Linked DNA regions of Ovis aries: region 1 is linked to region 2. A link is a contact called in public Hi-C data. All regions are on one chromosome and are shown on one strand. Each heading gives the region's core, a stretch centred on a gene start, on an enhancer-like site or on the middle of the called end of the contact. The rest is flanking DNA. Distances are from core to core; before and after follow the strand shown. Region 1 holds the start of C1QTNF6 (C1q and TNF related 6). Region 2 overlaps TMPRSS6 (transmembrane serine protease 6).

Region 1 (3,042 bases), core at 228-2,727, 110 kb after region 2:
GGCAGTCTTTAGGGGCTGGCACACGTTATCGCAGGATCAGAAACTCGCTTTTTGAAACCAGACTGGTTTTTACACTTCTGGCGTTTCTTTGTTTATTTCCTTTTTGATCTCCTGTAACATTTAGTACAATTCAAAAATATTTTTCTGTGGTTAATACGGGTTGAGAGGTAAAATTATTATTATTTTTTTTAAATGCCCTTCTATCCTAACCTGAGCACTGAAGTAAGAGTTGGGTTTTAAAGGGGCAGGAGCACTCCCTGCACCAGCCTCCTCCCCTCCCCGCTCCCCAGAGCTGGGTCTAGCAGTGGGCAGCAGCCTCCAGAGTGGTCACCCTCTCCTGGAGGTGACCTTGTTCCCCACCCCCCACCCCCACCCTGTGCTGGTTTCCTGGTTCTGTTCAATAAGGCAGGTCAGGTCTTCAGGGAACAGCACCCACTCTGGCCAAGATTATCACCCTTACCTTTTATTTGTAAATTATAATACACATCCCATCAGTTTTGAGAAGAGCAGAACCCCCTCTTTCCTGGCCACAGATGTGAGACTTTAGAATCAGACCTGAGATTCCAGAATGGTTTGCAAGCTGTTGTGACCTAAGGCTAGTGGCTTAACCTCTCTGGGCTTCGTGCTCCTTAACATTTTACAAGGAGGAGACAACACCACCTCCCCACCAGCTTATTTGGGAGGATTTAAAAGCAGGAAAGTCACCTGTCTGGTAAAACACTCTTAATTAAACTTTTGTTCCTTTCTCTGCTGCCCAACATGACCTCTCCCCTAGTCCTGCATGGGACAGGAAGAGTAGAACTGTTCCCAGAGAACTGGCATGGTCTGGGGACATTTCTGTTAGGCCAGACAGCTGGGAGTCAAAATATCTGTGACACAGAACTGTGACCTGGGGCGGGGGGAGGGGGATGCAGGAAGCAGGAAGCAAAGCAGCCTTTAACAAAAGTAATAACCACAGCCGTGGTCACTGGCTGTCCCTGGGGGAGAGTGTCACGCAGGCATCAAGTGGAGGGGCCATGCCACGGGGGTGATTCGGGGGTCCCTGCTGCCTCCACTATGGAGCTGGGGCCTCTTCGGGGTCGAGGGAGAGTCAAGCCCTGCTGGAGCAGATTCAGTGCCCGTCCAGGCAGGAGTGGGCACAAGCCAGGAGCATCGGTGGAGGGCAGCCCTTCCCCAGCACCTCAGTCAGAGGAAGGGATGGGGAGGAGAGAGCCTAGAGGGGCTGGCCGGGGCCAGAGGGAGACAGCAGGGCCCCGAGATATGTCCAGGAAGAGAGGAGGAAGGAGAGGCATTCCAGGCTCTGACCCCAACCCCCTTGGCCCTGCTGGAGGAAGCTGCAGGACCTCCCATCACTCACTCAGTGTCCGACAGCCTCGTACAGTAGTTCATGGACCCCGGGCCTCCCGGCAGCCTCTGCTTCCTTGATCCATGTTTGTGATGATGATAATAACTTGTTGCCGGCCCAGACCCCCAGGTCTGGCGGGCTGGCCCAGGAGGGAGGAGGGATGGAGGCAGCGCGAGGAGGGAGGGAGGGAGGGCGGAGGGAGCAGGCTGGCTTCCCACTGGCCCTCCTCCCTGCTCCCTCCCTTCAGCCTCTAGGTTCTGCAGAGATGAAGGGAGCTGGTGGATTCCCTTTGCTTAACTCTTTGGTAGTCCTAGAGGGTCTTGTTTAATTCAGAGACCCTATACATTTCCAGCAGGAAGGGGTCTGAGGTTCCTGATGTGCAGGCTGGGAAATCAAGCCCCGGAAGGGGTAAGGGCAGGGGCCCCCTAAGTTGCTCAGAAAGGGGAAGGCTCCAACCTAAGCTGAAGGGCTCCTTAGTCCTGAGTCACCAAGGCAGGAGGCATACAGAGGGCATGGGCACCAGCCCAGCTGCCGCAGGTTCAAATCCTGGCTCAGGCACCCAATGGCCAGTCCTTTCCCCTCTCAGGCCCTGGTTTTCTGTAGAACTCCAGTCCCCAGCCTCATCCTCTGTGCCAGTCACAAGGGGAGGCTTAGTAAGTATTTGCTGAGTGATGGTCGCATCTTCTCGGGGATCAGCTAAGGGTGGCGACCAGGTCAGTAGCTCCACCTCCAATGGACACCGAAGTCCTACTCTGCCTGGAAATTTTGTCACGGGTATCCACTCTCCTGGTCTTCGAGAGCCATGGAAATAACTCTCAAGTTCGCAGGAGGGCAGTTTGTACAGAAGACCCCAGGGCCCCAGGAAGGGTCTTGCCTCTGCTTCCTTCTGGTTGGGCTGCAGGAGGCTTTGCAAAGGCTGCAGTCCTGGCTCCCTGGGCGAAGACCCCTGTACAAAGACTCTCTCACAGGTCTCTCGCCCTCCAGTCCCCTCTACATTTGTTGAGTACTTACTGCCTGTGCCAGCCTTCATCTTCAGAGGGGCTTTTGTCACCCAAAGGGTATTGACATCCATTATTTCTACTCTTCTTACCCCAGCCTTGGGAAAAGGAGCTAGTGGTGGAGCTGATGTGACTCACCAAGGGTCACACAGTTAGTGAAGAGGAACCACAACCCTACAGAATGGAAGGAGTTCCCACGATGACCCAACTGGGTACGGTTGTGTGCAAAGGCTGCAGTTCAGGGTCTGTCCCCTGGGCAGAGAGAGGTGGTGACATTGTGCCTCTCAGGTGGCACAAGAGTGAAGTGACCTAAGGGGGGTTTATTGAAGTCTGGGGCTTTGGGGGTTAATCCTCAGGCTCCACTCATAGCTGGGCAAAGTGTGAAGGAGGGAACAGTCCTGGCTGTGTGTTGTTGACCATCTCTTGTCTCTGAGCTTCTGTTTTTCTATTACTTCAGGGGGATAATCACACAGCAGAATACCCAGGCCTGGAAGGACCCTTAGGGGTGATCTAATCCAGTCCTTTATTCTGTCCAGCAGGGACACTGTGACGCAGGGACGGCAAGTCTTTGGCTCAAGGTCACACATCAGACTGGAGTCTAAGTTGGGAAGAGAGCCAGACTCTCCCAGCTTCTAGCGTTGTGCTGCTTCCCTCTCGCAAGCCCACCTGGAGTGCCCCCCACCCAGGCCTATTTAGGGG
Region 2 (2,988 bases), core at 434-2,933:
TTTTCGTTTCTGGTTCTTACTGCAGTGCCTTCTGGGAGAGGGTTTAAATCCCCTGACTCTCCAATCCCTCTTCATCTATCAAATGCTGCCCCCACCCCCATACACCCTCTCCAAGGCGCGCCAAAAGTCTTAAGACTGTGGAGCCCACCTCTCATCTCAGCTACAGAGTGCTCGGGGTCTGAAGGCACCATTTTTTGCACTCATGCCTGCCTTGCTTTCTCTGAATGTGGGGAATTTTGCTTCTTGCCTCACACAGACAGTAAGCAGGGATCCGGTCAACCTTGCATATCAGCATCTCTAGCTGAACTCAAGGAGTTCAAGAAAGATTGGATGATGGACGGATAGAAGGGTGGGTAGATGGAAAGAAGGAAGGGTGGGTCGGTGTACTGATGGATGGATGGATGGATGGAAGGAAGGACTGACGGTAGATGAAGGATTGAAGGTGGGCGAGTGGATAGACGGATGAATAAACACACACAGATATTCCCTTCCCTCAACACAGGCTAAATGGGAAAGAGAGTCAGAGAAGGCGAGCACTGCAAAAGGGAGGTCAGCAGTGTCTCACGTGGCCAGAGCACTGGACCTGAAGCTGCAGAGCTGAGGCTGAGGCTGTGTGACCTTGGGTATCTCACCCAACCTCAGCAAGCTTCTGTTCCCATGTCTGTAGTAAGACGGGGTGCTAGCTCCCCGTAGGATGTTTTATGGTGTGAATGAGAAGGGATTTCTTTGAAAACTAGCTGCTGACGTCGTTGGGCTGTGAGCTCACTGAGGACAGTAGCTCCTCCTTCCACACTGCCGGCCCCCAGCAGTGCCCGGGGAGCCTCTGTGGCCACCCAGGGGCTCTGGAGACCAGAAGGGCTACCCCATATCTAGGCTCAGCCTGAGGGGCTCCAGCAGGCTTAAGGAGCCAGTGACTCTGCCTGTCGCCATCAGCGAAGTGGAAATGGTTGGGCAGATCACAAGAAAAGTGACATCACAGGGGAGGAAGCTGGCAGGAGGCAGGTTCCCGGAAAGGGGGAAGCCTGTGCTGTATTGACGCCCTGTCAGAGCTGGTTCTGTGAAACCCAGCCGCTGCTGGCCGGATCTCACGAGGTCAGCTCCTTCCCCCGCATCCAGGCCACTCAAAGGGCATGAGGCCTAGGCCAGGGAGAAACTGGGGAGGAAAGAGGGAGGTGGGAGGAAGGCAGTAAGGGCTCAGAGGAGGAAGGTGACATGCCCAAGGATGCCTCGCCAATGGAGGGAGCCCAGCCAGCCTCTCCTCATCACCATGCTGGCACTGAGGGGTGAGACCCCCTCTCCCCCAACCTACCCTCTGTCGCTCCTCGTCAGTGGCCATTCTGTGCATCCCCCTCCCTACAGATCCTGTGCCTGGAAATCTACACCCTTCCCCAGACCTCTCATGTCTCTGCCACCCACACAAGCAGATTTTCCAACAAATGCTTATTCAAAGAATTTCCCAGCAACTACATGGGCTGATGGTTATCAAAAAAGATCAGAACTAGAGGAAACGGTTTGCCCAGTGCTTGCAATCTGGAGGTACACTTCTGCCTCCCCTTTTGCACTCAGACGCGGGCAGGAGCCTAGGGGCAGGGGCCGCGAGTCTCTCCTAGGGACCCTGACCCTTACAAAGGTCTGCGAAGACAGAGCTGGGACTTCCCGGGTGGCTCTCAGATGTGGCGAGAGACAGAGCAGTGGTCAGTACCCTTAGAAGGGCGCCTCGCCCATGGGAGGGAACAGCTGACACGGCTGCCCCGAGGCTCTGAGGGGAGACTGCACAAGTGTGCGTGTGCACACTCTCACAGACACACGCTCACAGGCCCACACGCCCTCACGCATGCTCTGGATCTTACTGCTCAACCCTGTTTTCTCTAGTTATAAGCTGGGCGATTTTGTGGGAATGCCTTTGCTTCTCTGTGCCTCGGCCCCTCATAGGTCTATGAAGGAAGCGTGGGGCCAGCTCCCTCTCCAGGTTGCTGAGGATGAAGAAAACGGCACCCGAGCTCAGGGCCTGCCTGGTGCAGAGTCAGGAGCCAGTCCTGAATGTATGGTTGGTGCCTTCTTGAACTGGGCTTTATCCCAGCCTCCAGGAGCCAGCATCCTCTAGCCATCATTTCAGTTACTCTTCCCTGGATGAGAGGTCTGCTTCATGCCCATTTTTCAAATGGGCTACTTGAGGCTGAGAAAGGTGAGTCCTTGCCAAATAGAAGGAGGGGAGCCAGGACTTGAATCCTGCTTTCTTGTTTCAATAGCTAAACTCTTTCTACCTCTCCAGCCCAACTTGGAATGACATTTCATTAGGAACTAATAAACACAACTTACTGGGAGACATCTTTCTGATGGGTAAATAATAAAAAGTTACGGCCTTGGGCTGGCCTAACTCTTGTTTTATAGATAAGGAACAGGATGTACCCAGAGTTACATGCAAAACCAGGTGGACAGGCTTCCCTGAGCACATCCTTATCACCCCAGCCTCCCCTCTGTCGCTCCTTGTCAACGGCCAAGGTGGATGAGGCTTCAGAAGGGTGGGGGCGGGGGGTGGGAGCGCCAGGCCCTGTTGGGCTTCACCTCCCCACCCCACCTGCCACTTCAAGACAAAGAGACAAGGACAAGAGGCCAGGGACTTCCCTGGTGGTCCAGTGGTTAAGAACCTGCCTTCCAATGGAGAGGATGTGGGTTTGATCCCTGATCAAGGAACTAAGATCTCACGGGCCACAACAAGAGACGTCAGTGCGCCACAACTAGAGAAAGTCACAGGAAGACCCAGCACAGCCAAAAATAAATAAATAAAATTAATAATAAAAGGACAAGTCCTTAGTCCTCCCTTGGCCTCAGTTTTCCCACCTGTACAATGGGTAAAGATAGGGTTCAATGGCCAGCCCAGCCCACTTTTCTGTAGCTCAACGGTGCTTTGAGACACTAGGGTGGGTGAGACTCCTCCAATTTTGGTAGATTCTGCCACAGTGCCTGAAATTTCACCATTGCTGCATC

The links. Hi-C and Micro-C count contacts between places; a contact is called where the count stands out from the background.
Region 1: a contact with region 2 is called in a Hi-C map of muscle, with 2.7 times the contacts expected there. The contact joins the promoter of C1QTNF6 here to the enhancer-like site in region 2. A contact is called at or near these places in 6 of 16 Hi-C or Micro-C datasets (blood, hypothalamus, muscle and 2 more).

The regions. Positions count from the first base shown.
Region 1 is chr3:181,243,836-181,246,877 of ARS-UI_Ramb_v3.0, forward strand. It overlaps C1QTNF6 (C1q and TNF related 6), which reads right to left and starts at 1,478. Exons shown (of 3, transcript XM_004006731.5): 1 at 1,358-1,478.
Region 2 is chr3:181,128,643-181,131,630 of ARS-UI_Ramb_v3.0, forward strand. All of the region lies in intron 10 of TMPRSS6 (transmembrane serine protease 6), which reads right to left. Among named protein-coding and RNA genes, the nearest start is that of KCTD17, 27 kb to the left of the region's middle. Within about 2 kb of position 1,684, at least 9 of the 54 cell types and tissues checked have an H3K27ac peak or open chromatin away from gene starts, as enhancers often do.